Regions from separate parts of the Arabidopsis thaliana genome. Here region 2 is linked to region 1. A link is a contact called in public ChIA-PET data. All regions are on one chromosome and are shown on one strand. Each heading gives the region's core, a stretch centred on a gene start, on an enhancer-like site or on the middle of the called end of the contact. The rest is flanking DNA. Distances are from core to core; before and after follow the strand shown.

The links. ChIA-PET counts read pairs in DNA pulled down with a chosen protein or histone mark.
Region 2: an H3K4me3 ChIA-PET map of shoot shows a contact between it and region 1, with 11 read pairs. The contact joins the promoter of FADA here to the promoter of AT4G26860 in region 1.

The regions. Positions count from the first base shown.
Region 1 is chr4:13,501,876-13,508,942 of TAIR10.1, reverse strand. It overlaps AT4G26860 (Putative pyridoxal phosphate-dependent enzyme, YBL036C type), which reads left to right and starts at 4,067. Exons shown (of 7, transcript NM_118820.7): 1 at 4,067-4,471; 2 at 4,651-4,717; 3 at 4,796-4,842; 4 at 4,947-5,034; 5 at 5,109-5,242; 6 at 5,344-5,442; 7 at 5,575-5,890. The coding sequence starts at 4,250. The coding sequence ends at 5,652. AT4G26870 (Class II aminoacyl-tRNA and biotin synthetases superfamily protein) reads right to left here and starts at 3,652. Exons shown (of 9, transcript NM_118821.6): 1 at 3,083-3,652; 2 at 2,905-3,015; 3 at 2,719-2,832; 4 at 2,317-2,607; 5 at 2,133-2,243; 6 at 2,000-2,053; 7 at 1,729-1,924; 8 at 1,528-1,642; 9 at 1,073-1,450. The coding sequence starts at 3,562. The coding sequence ends at 1,324. It overlaps AT4G26880 (Stigma-specific Stig1 family protein), which reads left to right and starts at 130. Exons shown (of 1, transcript NM_118822.2): 1 at 130-901. The coding sequence starts at 220. The coding sequence ends at 678. AT4G07715 (a long non-coding RNA gene) reads left to right here. Exons shown (of 1, transcript NR_142153.1): 1 at 1-125.
Region 2 is chr4:13,568,496-13,575,562 of TAIR10.1, reverse strand. It overlaps FADA (fatty acid desaturase A), which reads right to left and starts at 3,642. Exons shown (of 1, transcript NM_118837.2): 1 at 2,493-3,642. The coding sequence starts at 3,612. The coding sequence ends at 2,641. It overlaps AT4G27020 (inositol-1,4,5-trisphosphate 5-phosphatase), which reads left to right and starts at 4,068. Exons shown (of 7, transcript NM_118836.3): 1 at 4,068-4,490; 2 at 4,823-4,963; 3 at 5,071-5,436; 4 at 5,751-5,996; 5 at 6,157-6,249; 6 at 6,466-6,666; 7 at 6,744-7,067. The coding sequence starts at 4,182. The coding sequence ends at 6,959. VPS22 (EAP30/Vps36 family protein) reads left to right here. Exons shown (of 11, transcript NM_118838.5): 1 at 1-164; 2 at 264-337; 3 at 482-614; 4 at 711-821; 5 at 890-1,037; 6 at 1,126-1,236; 7 at 1,397-1,532; 8 at 1,711-1,865; 9 at 1,965-2,072; 10 at 2,190-2,279; 11 at 2,401-2,674. The coding sequence starts at 987. The coding sequence ends at 2,502.

The DNA of each region.
Region 1 (7,067 bases), core at 2,818-5,317:
AAATAATTAAAAAAAGCCAAACGGAAAAGATAATCTAATCACTTTTTTCATCGCATTTCCTGCGTCAACTCTACTCGAGGACAACTATAAACACTAAGTCCACCCTCACCTACTTCCTCACCAATCACAATCCTTTCTATCTTTAAGTATTTCTAAAGAGAAAAAAAGGAAGAAGAACAATCTCTCTCTCTCTCTCGAACCCTAAAGCTCAAAAAGAAAATGGCCTTCGTGAAGCTACTCGTGTCCATTGCAATAACAACCGCAATCACAATCGCAGTCATCACAACCATAACCAACAATACAACCACCATTAGAGAGTACACAAGCTTTGATGCACCGAGTACGCCGACTATAAGGCCGAACCGGTTATTGGCTCAAAAGGAAGTAGGCGAGCGAAACCCTAACGCTGCAGACCATTGCAACAGGAACCCTGAGATATGTACCCCCTACGGAGGGGGAGGAAGCAACTCGACGATGACATGCTGCAACAATAAGTGCATAGACGTGTCCAGTGACGACAATAACTGTGGCGCGTGTAAGAACAAATGCAAGTTCTCACAGACGTGTTGTCGCGGCCAATGTGTTTACGTAGCTTACGATAAACGCCATTGTGGACAGTGTAACCATCCGTGTGAGCTGGGCGAGTTCTGCGTCTACGGTCTATGTAACTATGCGTGAATAATCGATCCATCATCACAAGAGAGGGGTGTATATATATTACACAACAAATTAAACTAAAGCTAATTAAAAGTCTATCACTCTTTTAACAAAAAAAAAAAAGAGAAGAAAAAGACTCTAATACATATATATACAGGTTAAACAATTATTCACATTGGATGATGTTATGTCCAATTAATAAGTGGTGGGTGTGGGTGTAATTTTAAATCCCATAACATTTTGAAAGGGTATATATAAAAGAATAAAACAATTTTGATATTGTTTATGCAAAATAAAGATTCCAATAATCTCATGAATTGATGACTATATATATGTCCTCTCAGCCTTTTAATGGGAAATTGGATAAAATGAAGATAAATAATTGCAATTAGTATTGAACGTGTGGACCGTGAATTATCCAATTAAAGGCCATAAACTAATTTACGTGAAAATCTTGTGGCCCGACAAAATATTATTCCCGAAAAAGCCCAAATAGTACTGCTCCTTAATAATTTAAAGGTTACAACACATACATAGTTTAAAGATAACTAAACACCTAACGAACTGCACCAAAAAAATAACTTAGAAATCGGGAGCGGGGACAATTATCAAAGATAGATATTAAGGGAGCGAGCCTTTGAGAGTCGCCAGGGAAGAGCAATGATATTAGGGAGTGAGCCTTTGAGAGTCACGAGGGAATAGCGAAGTTTTGCGGATGTTATTGAGGGCACATAAGAGCATTACCACACGCTCCAGCCCCACTCCGAATCCACCGTGAGGTGGTGCACCGTACCTGTAAACATGCAGCCACTCGTCAACTCAACTCAACTCATAGTAGGAACCCAACTGGATCGATCAGTTTGTGGTTACCTGAATGCATCAATGTACGTGGATATTGTCTTGACATCAATGCCGCATTCTCTTGCGCGCTTCTCCAAGAGTTCTGGGTCATGGATACGTTGAGCTCCTGACATGATCTCCTCTCCTATAAGACAGAAAGCTCAAATTTAGTATTATTAAATCAAGTGTAGAAGTAACATAATTGGGTGACAAACTCATAGATGCACGCACCTCTGATGAAGACATCGAAAGAGTTGCTGTAGTTAGAATCATTTTCATAGGGCATAGTGTAGAACGGTCTGACAGCCGATGGATAGCGATGCAGCATGTAGAACTCCGTCTTGTACTTTTCCAGAACAAGCTGGCCAAGTTTCCTCTCAGATTCTGTATTTAGATCACCAAGAGGATCAACCTCCTCGCCAGCTTCCTGTCAAGATGACCCAACTATTATTTATTCATAGTCTAACTCATCAAGTTGGATGCAAAAAAAATCCTGTCATACCTTAAGCATTTGAATCCCTTCTGCAAAGGTTAGCCTCAATGTTTGCGGAAGAAACTACAAGTTTAGTGCCAATCATCAGTATCCAACACAAAAGAAACTCAGTTTTTTCCTAAGAATCCAAAAGATAGATTACCTTCAAAGATTGAAAAGGGTATTGCTTTCTGACAGATTCAAGTTCCTTTGGGCACCTTTCTTCTATTTTTGTGAATATGAACGGAAACAACTCCCCCACAAGATCCATTATCTGCACCAATTATAAGCACTAGTGAAGAGATGAAATATTATTAATATCTTAACAGTAGCACAATCATACATACCTCAGAGTAGTGCATTCGAATCTCCATCTCCACATCAAGACCAACGAATTCACACAGGTGTCTATGAGTGAAGGAGTCTTCAGCTCTGAAAACAGGACCAACCTCAAAGACGCGTCGCATGTCACCACATATCGCCATCTGCTTATGAAGCTGAGGAGACTGAGCCAGACAAGCAGGCTGCCCTTTGTAGTCCAACCTAAACACAGCAGAACCTCCTTCACTACTGCCAGCGATCAATTTCGGTGTGTGGATTTCAAGAAACCCCTTGGATTGTAAGTATTCTCTGAACGCCTACACAAACAATTAAATCATGCAATGAACTATTAGGATAATGACAAATCATATCCTAGTTGACACTAACTAGCTATAATCCTCCATGTTGCATATCAAATCAGAGCTTACAATTTGGACTTGGCACTGAATACGGAAGATGGCTTGATTAGCCGGTGTTCTGATGTCAAGAACCCTATTATTCAAACGTGTGTCCTGAAGGACACGAGCAGCTTGTTTGCCATCCTGCAGCAGCTCTCTTATGAAGGAATATATAAATAATCATAAGCAGCTCCAAATCTTAAAACATTATTCTACCTTGCCAGATTTTTCAATATCTGATTCACTACGAGCAGCATCCTCCACAACAAGTGGTAAATTTGGCAAGGATCTGCTGAGGCAGTACATTTTTCTGACATGTATTTCAACCTGCAACAACATTATCGATGAGTTCATGTATGTCGCTATTCGAATCAATCAAAGAAAAAAAGGAAACCTGCTGGGTGGTTCCTGTGAGAGGCTTCTTAGGGTGAGAGACGACACCGATAAGCTCAACAACAGATTCACGACTCAGCTGCTTGACAAATTTAATCATGTTTGCACCAACTCTGGTCTCCTCCACCACGCATTGAACCGTGAATCCACTTTCCCTCAAGATCACAAACAATTTGGTACCGACTAAGCGATTCTTGTGCAGTCGACCTCTGATCGAAACCTCTGACCCCACAATCTCTTCAACCAAGTTGCTCACATCAGTGAGCTCTTTTCCCTCAACAGCCGACTGCAACTCGTTAGTAGTCACGTCACCGTAGTTGCTGGAACACGATTCATCCTCCTCCTCCAGAGAAAGAGATGATGATGTGGCTTCTTCTCGTTCCTGTTTACGGAGCAACTTCTCCAGTTTAGCGGCTCGCTTCTTTGACTCTTTCTTGCTTATTTTTTCTCCACATTCCTCCAAAACCTCTGATCCCACCATCTCTTCTCCAGTAAATTGATAGCTGCGGCAGAGAGAGAGAGAATGAGAATAAGATAACTCTTTTTGAGCTAGGGTAGATAACTATTGTTGGGCTTGAAAGGCCCACAAAACATATTGGTCCAGCGAAGACCCATGTAAAGCACAAGTTGAATTGATTTGAAGTTTACAGTGATAATAATTTTTTTTTTCTTTTTTTTTTCACTGATTTATTGGATATTGTCAAAGACTTTTACAAACCCACAAATGGGCTTAACATAAGACCCAAAAAAGTACAAACAGAATACATGAAATTCGAAAAATATATACAGAAGTGAAAATTAAAACATGAATAAGAGGTGGGTGTAATTTTACATTGAATGATGTTATGTCCAATCAATAAGTGGTGGGTGTGGGTGTAATTTTGAATCCCATAACGTTTTGAAAGGGTATATATAAAAACACAATTTTGATATTGTTTATGCAATAAAGATTCCAATAATCTCGTGAATTGATGACTATATACATCAACCCTTACATGTGTCTCTGCCTTGGAAATTTTGATTAAAAGTGAAGAGATAAATAATCGCAATTAGTATTGAACGTGTGGACCGTGAATTATCCAATTAAAGGCCATAAACTAATTTACGTGACAAAAACATTACTCCCGAAGAAGCCCAAATTGACGACAGGCGTTAGTGGCGATTGGCGATGGCAGCTCCTGCGGTGGAGGCAACCGTCGCAAGTGCTCTCCGCTCTGTGATTCTTAGAGCTCGTAAGGCGGCGGAGCAAGTAGGAAGAGATCCCGAGCGGGTCAGGGTCCTTCCAGTCTCCAAGACTAAACCCGTCTCACTTATCCGCCAAATCTACGACGCAGGTCACCGTTGCTTCGGCGAGAATTACGTTCAAGAAATCATCGATAAAGCTCCACAGGTTCCTCTCTCCAATCCTTGTTATCTTCACTAGATAATCGATTTCATTTCAAAATCCGAATGTTTATCCTTCAATCACTAACTACTATGTGTCTCTCCATTTTCTGGGAATGTGATATATTTTGTGCTTTTGATGATGCTAATGGAGCTTCTCCTTCACTTTGTTTGATTGATATACAGCTTCCGGAAGATATAGAGTGGCATTTCGTGGGGCATTTACAGAGCAACAAAGCCAAAACGCTATTGAGTCTGACTTTTATCCCCATCTTTAATATTGAATTAGGGGTTTAGTGAAAGTGAAAGTCGTTTAATCCAATGTTTGCAGCTGGAGTCCCAAATTTGGCAATGGTTCATGGTGTGGATGGAGAAAAGGTATTATAACTAGCGATTAGAGGTTGTTGTGGCGTTTAACTTGCACAATTCACTTTACTAGGAGGTTATTTTGGTTATACAATCACTTGGGATTGATTTCACAGGTAGCAAATCATCTAGATCGAGCTGTTTCAAATCTTGGGAGACATCCACTAAAGGTTTTGGTCCAAGTGAACACAAGCGGAGAAGTTTGTGAGTATTTTACCTCTATGCTGATTTCCTTGTCCAGCCTCTTCAGTTGGCTGACTGATTGATTATGGATGCAGCTAAATCTGGAATCGAACCTTCTAGCGTTGTAGAGCTAGCAAGACATGTGAAACATCACTGTCCAAATCTGGTATTCTCCGGATTAATGACTATTGGGATGCCTGATTATACGTCTACCCCAGAGAACTTCAGGGTATTCTACTACTTGATTGGATACTTGTTTTACGTGTTCTCGGGTTATTCCTACAAGTTTTACTTACCAAGGTTTATTCTTTTCCCCATAAACCGGGACAGACACTTTCAAACTGTAGAGCTGATGTATGCAAGGCACTTGGAATGGCTGAGGATCAATTTGAACTGTCCATGGGCATGTCTGGTGACTTCGAGCTAGCGGTAATATCTTTGTCTCTCTTCTAATATCGAAAATGCAATCAACTCAATATCGAAAATCATTTGAATGTGTTCTTTCTTTCATCCGAGGAACCACATATATGTGGAAGATGATCTTTGACTATGTTTCTGCAGATTGAGATGGGAAGCACCAATGTGAGGGTTGGTTCCACCATTTTCGGACCAAGAGAGTACCCCAAGAAAACAACTTAGCTACTATGCTCAAACACTTGTTGTAAAATTCATGTATAATGTTATTTTGTCGATTATTTTAAACAATTTTATTCTTCATTGATAAACTTAGGTGTATTCACAAAGTTACTTTATAGAAAATTAGAAATCAATACATTGTTAAGGGCTTTGTAACTGAGTTGAATATTTGTAACAGCAGATATCGCATTTTGATACTTGTCCTCTCGAAATTGATGTTTACTGACGCACGATTATTGGGAATTTGGGACTTAGTGGTGTACCAATAGCATCTCAGCTTTCATGGTTACAAAGAGGCCAGTGAAAGAGGCTTGGTCAACCGCAATTATGATCCGTTACTTGCACTGACTACCACCGATCCACCGCCGTAACTCTTTAAATCTTAATGCAATACTAATTCGAATTACATGTCGAGGTCTTAAAACATGATAAATGGTTGTTTAAAGTAAAAAAAGAAAAGAAACAATAAATAAAACAAACGGTGATGGAAGGAGGGACGTACGATCGTAGTCGTAGAGACTGCCAAATAAATAATGGACCACTATTATGTGGTTCAAGAACTATATCCTTTTCTTAGATTCCGAATCTTAACTTGTGTTTCTTGCCTTGTTTGGTTTTTTTTTTGTTTATTTTGTAGTTTTGTCTCATAAAATAACGAACAAAAAGCAATGGTCTAAATATTTCTCAATATATGTATTTAAAAATTATATCATAGTTTCGCAAAAAAACGACCGAACGAACGATGGTAGTCATTTGCCCAAATTGAGCCTCGTAGTAGTTGCTACGACCACACCCCCGTCCCATGAATAAACACGACCATGTAAATATTATCTATAAAGACAACATAAATTTACAAATTAATGTTGAACAGAAAAAGTCAAAAAGAAAATTTCGTTAATATAATAATAATATTCTATGATAATATAAAACGTGGCATAACACATGACTTCACATGACATCATAAGAAGACATATGCCACATGAACTCTTCATCGCCTCCATCCTTTTAGTCTCGTTTACATGCAGCAAACTACGATCTACGATTATATACAATGAAATTCAAATTCATAATCAATTGGCATTAAACATACGTATATCATAATTCATAAGGTTAACTAGGTTTAGCAAATGTTATTCTCTTTGGATAAACGTTTAGCAATTGTTTATCTCAAATTTAATTGAAAATACTTGTAAGACACAGTTACAATTAGTTCTCAATTTCCAATCTACACAAGATTTAAATCTTTCTTTAGTTCATTCTGATCTATTTTTCTCTCAAAGAAAATGTAGTGCTCCAACTTTTCTCCCAAGACTAATAAAAATTTTCTTAATTGCATGCAAAAATATTTTTTCCAACTTTAATCTTATCAAACTTAGATCTCATTTTATCTTCCGAATAAGATTTTTGTTTTGGTCCTT
Region 2 (7,067 bases), core at 2,393-4,892, 67 kb before region 1:
GGCCCTAAAACGTTTTTTTTCTTCATTGTTGTTTTTTTCTTTTTCTTTCTTCGATCTAAAGCTCTCTTCTTCTTCTTCAAACGGAGCTCTCTTCTTCTTCTTCAACCTTTGTTCTTCGATCTCTGTCTTTTTTTTTTTTATCTCTTCTTCGATTGTAAGAAAAGGTATGATTTGTCTCTCTATACATTTCATCTTTCTTATTTTGACACTTTGATCGATTCTCTATTTTTTGGAATCTGATTCATATGTTTGGGGTTTAATAGTTTCAGCTCAAAGAAATCTGGGTTAAAGTGTGTTTGAAATTGTGGATCGATTCATAGATTCTCGATACCAATAGGTACTTGTGAATTTCTAAGTTTTTGGGTTTTTATCTTTCCCCTTGTTGTATATGATGTGTTAGAATTCATAAGCTGCAGATTCTATCTTTTTGGTTGGATATGTCTCTGTTTGAAGTTATATATTTATAGTTTTGAATTCATAGGATGTGGTGATACGTTTGTAATCTCGTGCCATATCTTTGGTTTGTCAAAGAGAGTGTGTTTTAATGTCAATTTCTGGGTAACCAAGTTTGAGCTTATTCCTTTTGATTCTGCCCGGCTCTCTGATTTTTTAAGGTGAGATTCCTAAGCATGTCAATTACTTTTTTTTTTTTTTTTTTAACATTCTCAATTTTCTTGAGTTGGTGACGTTTTCGAGATTTTGTTGATTAGTGCAAGACGACAAGTGATGAAAAGATAGAGACAAAGAAAGGCTTCAAGTTTGTTGATAACTGCTGTCTAAAGAGTTCGTTCCCTTGAGAGATTCTGACTCTGACATAAGAGGTAAAAAAGTTCAAATACTCAACACTTACTTGGAATTTAAAAGAACACTGATTTGTTGATATTATAAGGTATAAAAATATTTCGTCTTCTCAAAATCCAATTCTTCATCATATTATAAGTTCCCCCAACCGGAAGAGAAATTCAAAGATCAGAAAACGGTGAAAGATGCGACGACGACCAGGAATTGGAGGATTACAAAAGGCCGCAGCTGCTAGGGTATTGATCCTAAACCCAATTTCATTGTTTTCTCTCGAATCAGATTTGATTGAATTTGGGCTTTTAATTCTCTATACATCAAAAACAGGATCAGTACCGGTTACTAGGAGAAAATGTAGCCAAGTTACGGACTGATATGATGAAAGAACAGCTCTCCACGTTCCGTTCCCAGCTTGAAGAGTTCGCTCGTAAACACAAGGTCGTTATTTGTTGATTCTTTTTTATATTTTGTTGTTGTTGTGTTTGCTGTTGTTTTGTCATCGTCTTGATTTCGTAATAAGAACATGTAGTTTAATAACATTTTCCTGAATTTGATAAAATTGTGGTGAAAAGAGGCATAATTTTTTCTTTGGTTGCAGAATGACATTCGTAAGAATCCTGCCTTCAGGGCTCAGTTCCATGAAATGTGTGCTAACATTGGTGTGGATCCTCTTGCTTCTAACAAGGGTTTCTGGGCTGAGCTCCTTGGTATTGGTGACTTCTACTATGAACTTGGTATGTTTGCTCTCTCTTTCTAGTGCCACTGAAGAAGATGCTTCTGATTTTTGGTTAGCTATGAGTCTTAAGGGATATAAAATCTCTTGTGTACTTTTTTCTCTTGTTTTGAATTGGACATGCCCTCTGTGATATTAGAAAGCAGGGATGTAACAATTTTCGTGAATTCATTAAATAGGAGTTCAGATTATTGAAGTTTGCATGCTTACAAGATCACATAATGGAGGTTTGATCAGCTTGCAAGAGCTCTGCAACCATCTTCGTCAGAGAAGGAAGAAAGACCGTGAAGCTGTGACTGAAGATGATTGTCTTCGAGCTATTAGCAAGCTAAAGGTTTCTATCTAACTTGTGTTTTTCTTTTTTCTTTCAGATTTTTAATCAATGGGAAAATTTTGAACTGTTCTTGCTGGTATCTTGGGATTTTCTCCTCAGGTATTGGGTAGCGGATTTGAGGTTATCACTATTGGCAAGAAAAAGCTTGTCCGTTCAGTACCCACAGAGCTGAACAAAGACCATAACCAGATTTTGGAGTTGGCTCAGGTTATAATCATATGAGATACATATTTCCACAAAAGAAAACAACTATTACATGTGTTACATTATATCTTAGTAGTTCTACCTGAAGTAACTCAAGGATTTCTGTTGCTTTCCGCACAGGGCCAAGGCTTTGTGATTGTGGAAGAGGTACAAAGACGCCTCTCATGGACATCTGGTCGCGTTATAGATGCTCTCGAAACTTTGTTAGAGGTATGCATTTGCAATTCATTGCTTCAATTGGATTATGTGCTTCAATACTTCTATTATACTGATAGATGCAATGCAACCTATGCGAGTCCTGAAACCTTGCAATTCTATTATTCATTTTCAGGAGGGCCTTGCCATGATCGACAATGGCCATAAAGACGGAAAGTGTCGGTACTGGTTTCCCTGTGTTTCTTCGGTTTACTCATCCATCGGATCTGATACTTAAATGGTACATGCTCAGTTGTTTTGCTTGTTTTATACAGTATTAAATACAGTCACACTCGTTACATATAAATTACGAAGAAATCTTTTCAGTATATTACTGAAATTTTCTTGTACATGTATCACTCTGTAAAAAAAATATTTATGCTTGGTTGTTGGAGATTTCGGTTTCTTCTATCCAGTCAGAGTTTGGCTCACTCCATGACCTAGGTCTCACCCCAAGCTGGAAATAAAACACCATCTCCAATGCCTCAAAGACCTTACTCTCATCCAGAACATTGTTCCATGCTCCACTCACGATGCAGTAATTGTTGTTATACGGTGCTCGATGATGTTCCGCATGCTGTCTCCGTGAAACAAGTAACCCCATGTCCTGCAACGCGACCACGAGAGGTGGAAGCTTGCTCTTGGTTCCATGTGCCCAAGCATGGAATTGCTGGCTAAACAATATGCAAAATGCAAATGTGCACACAAAGCCGTGAAACACAGGGTCGTTAAATGCAAGGTCTAGTGGAAGAACTGTGAAGGTTATGACTTGAGCCAGAGCGTGTAGATTGTTGGCAAATTGCCGTCTGGTGATTGTCCAAGGCCACTTGTGGTGACCCTGAAATGCTTCGATTTGGGTTCCTACTACAGGTGTTGACTCATCACCGTAGTTATCAATGGCCCAGTGGTAGACACCGGAACCTAGATCAGCTAAGATGTACCCTGCATAACCGGCTAAAGCTGGTTCGAGGCAGAGATGAGAATCAAACCCTCCAATGACAGATTTAGCTAAAGAGACAAACAAAGTGGTGCAGCCCGCTGCAACCCATAACCGGTGAGTCCATGTCGATTTCAAAGTTGGGTCATTGGACAGAGGAGGGCTGGCAAGGCGTTGCTCAACCACAAGCTTCTCACGGTTAGGGCGAGGCTTGGTCGATTGCAGAGATTGGTCGTTGGACAGAGGAAGATTCACAGTGCGTTGCTCTACCAGAAGCTTCTCACGATTAGGCTGAGGCTTGGTGGTAGTAACAGAGCAGGTGACACGTACACGGAGAAGCGAGGGACGGTGGCTTTTTGGGATGTTGGTGATAGGTCGTAGAGGGTACTTGGTTGGAAGTGATACAGCCATTGAGAGTGATTGCAGGTGAAAGTTGTCAAATGTTCTCGTTTTCTCGACGGCATAACCACATGATAGAGGACGAGATTACGCTCAAGTTATGTTGTGGTGTACGTTAGTGTTGCGTGGGGCTATTCTGATCACTAGCACATTACCAAGTTGGTTGGTTATACCAACTGTCAAACTTATAAAATAGTTTTCAAATTTGGATTCTTAGTTTCTAAAAGTTACAAATTAAAACCCAACATTTCAAAAATGTTCTATTAGACCCACCTACCCAAAAAATAATTTTTGTTCGGTTTCTCAATCAGTTATTCTGGTTTAGTTTGAAATTCGATTAGATTGGTATATTTGGATTGTGTTTGTCTTATTTTAATAGATGCGAAATTCGAATATGTTAGAACGTTTGACCAACAAAAATGGTTATACTAAATTAAATTAATTTGAATGTATCATTACATCAATCTGGAGGATAGACGAAATAAATTATAAATAAACACGTTAAGAAAACCAGTCATGGACGATCGAAAAATCGAGACTTGCGAATTCAACACGGAAGCGAGACAGTAACCGACTTAACAATGGCTGCTTCATCGTCTCCGTGCATCTTCTTCGCCACTACCTTACTGGTGCTGCTTCTCACTTTCTCATCCGGGAAATTACCATTTCACCCTCGAGACCTGCTTCCGCTTTTTCCGAGGCAAGTCTCGTGGCCGGTAGTCAATTCTCTCAACACTGCCGTCGATCTCCTCCCTACTTTCATCGGCTCCGCTTCTGTTAGAAACGACGCCGTGGAGTGGAAAGGTGCTTGCTTTTATGAGAACAAAGCTTGGTTGGAGCTCAATAACAAGTCCGGTTCCGAATTCGGCGGCGGCACACTTCACATTAAGGTTACAAAATGATGAATTTGAGCTCTAAAATCGTTGCTTTTCATATTCTTGGTTTCACTTTTGAGGGTTTTGTTTATGGGTTTAGCTTTTGAGGTTCTTAGAAACTTGTTGATGAGCTTAAATCTCGAAGCTCTGTTTGTTTATGTTCTCACGCTGTTAGATTTTAGATATTAGGCTTCTGAGTTCCTGATATTTCGGAGAACATTTCAAATTATACGCTTAGACTTGTCAAAAAAAATTATAGGCTTAGAGTTACATTTCCTCTTCACCTTGGAAGCTGTTTTTCGAATGATGAATACTTAATTGATTCTGTTGAAACGTCTTTTGTGCAGGTCGATAAGGCACATAGTTGGACGTGCATGGATATTTATGTCTTTGTCACACCATATCGTGTGACATGGGATTGGTACTTTGCTTCGAGAGAGCACACTATGGAATTCAAGGAGTGGGAGGGTAAAGCTGAGTATGAATATGTAAGCTGCTCTGCTCTTCTTTCTTTGTTATCTTTTTGTCTTTTCCAGTTTATAGTTAACATATCTAATGGATTTTTGTTTTGCCTGTCTGGCTCACGGTTGATCAGGTTAAGCAGAAAGGAGTTTCGATATTCCTCATGGAAGCAGGGATGTTGGGAACTCTCCGAGCTCTGTGGGATGTCTTCCCTCTGTTTACCAATACTGGTTGGGGGGAGAATTCTAACATAGCGTTTCTTAAGAATCATATGGGTGCTAATTTCTATCCTCGTCCTAAACCTTGGGTTACAAATATTACTACCGATGAAATTCACTCTGGAGACTTACTAGCTATCTCCAAAATCCGTGGGCGGTGGGGTGGTTTTGAGACCCTAGAGAAGTGGGTAAGTGGAGCCTATGCTGGTCACACTGCTGTCTGTTTGAGGGACTCTGAAGGGAAACTCTGGGTTGGTGAATCCGGGAATGAAAATGAAAAGGTAAAACTTAAATTTTTGGGTTCTATTGAAAAATAGTATGGCCATTGAGTTAGTTCGTGTTCTGAGTATCACTAGATGCTTATCTCTGCTAAGAACAAACTAAAATGATTTAGTTGAACATCATCGAAATGCTTGACTAGTAACATTTATAGTTTCGCTGAACTTGATATGACATGTTCATATTTTCCCAGTGGCTTCTTTCCAAGCCAGTCTTGTGGAAACTGATTCTTTTAATGGAACTGCATTTTTGTTCCTTTTTTTTATGCATATCATGATTTTTTGGCTGTCTTCTCCTTCGAACCTTTGGGTCATAGGGAGAAGATGTAATAGCGATATTGCCATGGGAAGAGTGGTGGGAGTTTGAACAAACCAAGGATGACTCGAATCCCCACATTGCATTGCTACCGTTGCATCCTGATTATCGAGCCAAGTTTAATGTTACAGCTGCATGGGAATATGCTCGTAGCATGGATGGCAAACCATATGGCTATCACAACTTGATCTTTAGCTGGATCGATACCATCAGCGGAAATTACCCACCTCCTCTGGATGCTCAACTTGTAGGTTTTCATTTCTCAGAATTTTGGCATTGATGACAACATAAGTTTCAGTTTATCTCTTTATTGTTCTCTCTTTAATCAGCTTCTATCAGTTAGTTTATGGGTGAGGTTGTGATTGTTTTCTCTGTATCTCTTTTCCTTCTCTATTATGTTTTTCCAGGTTGCTTCTGTCATGACAGTTTGGAGCAAAATCCAGCCTGATTATGCTGCTAACATGTGGAATGAAGCCCTTAACAAGCGACTCGGAACAGAGGTATTAGCATTTTGTTCATTTATTTCACTTGTTCATAATGCTTGATCAATCATTTTACTCTTCTATGGATTAAAATAAGTAGAAGGTTTTAGAGTAGCATTTTGGCTCTTGGCACATGGTACCATATGCTTTCTATTTTCTTCTTCTCTATTCTTCAGTAAATGGTCATTGATTTCTTTTCTTTAGTTCTTTCTCTGAGATGTTCTAAAATGGCAGGGTCTTGATCTTCCTGATGTACTGGTGGAAGTCGAAAAGCGTGGATCCTCTTTTGACGAGTTGCTGGCAGTTCCTGAACAAGATGATTGGATATATAGCGATGGGAAATCAACGTCTTGTATCGCTTTTATCCTCGAAATGTACAAAGAAGCTGGGCTTTTCGATCCAATCTCTAGTTCCATTCAAGTCACAGAATTCACGGTGAGAACCAACCTGTACACACTCTAGAAGATACACACTGATACACACACACTGACCAGTAAAATTACTTTTAACAGATCAAAGATGCTTACATGCTCAAGTTTTTCGAGAGTAATGCAAGTCGTTTTCCCAAATGGTGCAATGACAATGACGTTGTGAAGCTTCCGTACTGTCAAATACTTGGGAAATACAGGATGGAACTTCCCGGTTACAACACAATGGAGCCATACCCACATATGAACGAGCACTGCCCGTCTCTGCCTCCAAAATACCACAGACCAAAGAACTGCTAGAACCGAAAAGTCAACTGTATTGTCTGTTTGTTAGGAATGACTTCGTGTTATATGCACGATTTTTTTTTTTTTTTTAATATAGTGTCTTTAAATAGACATGAAAAAAAA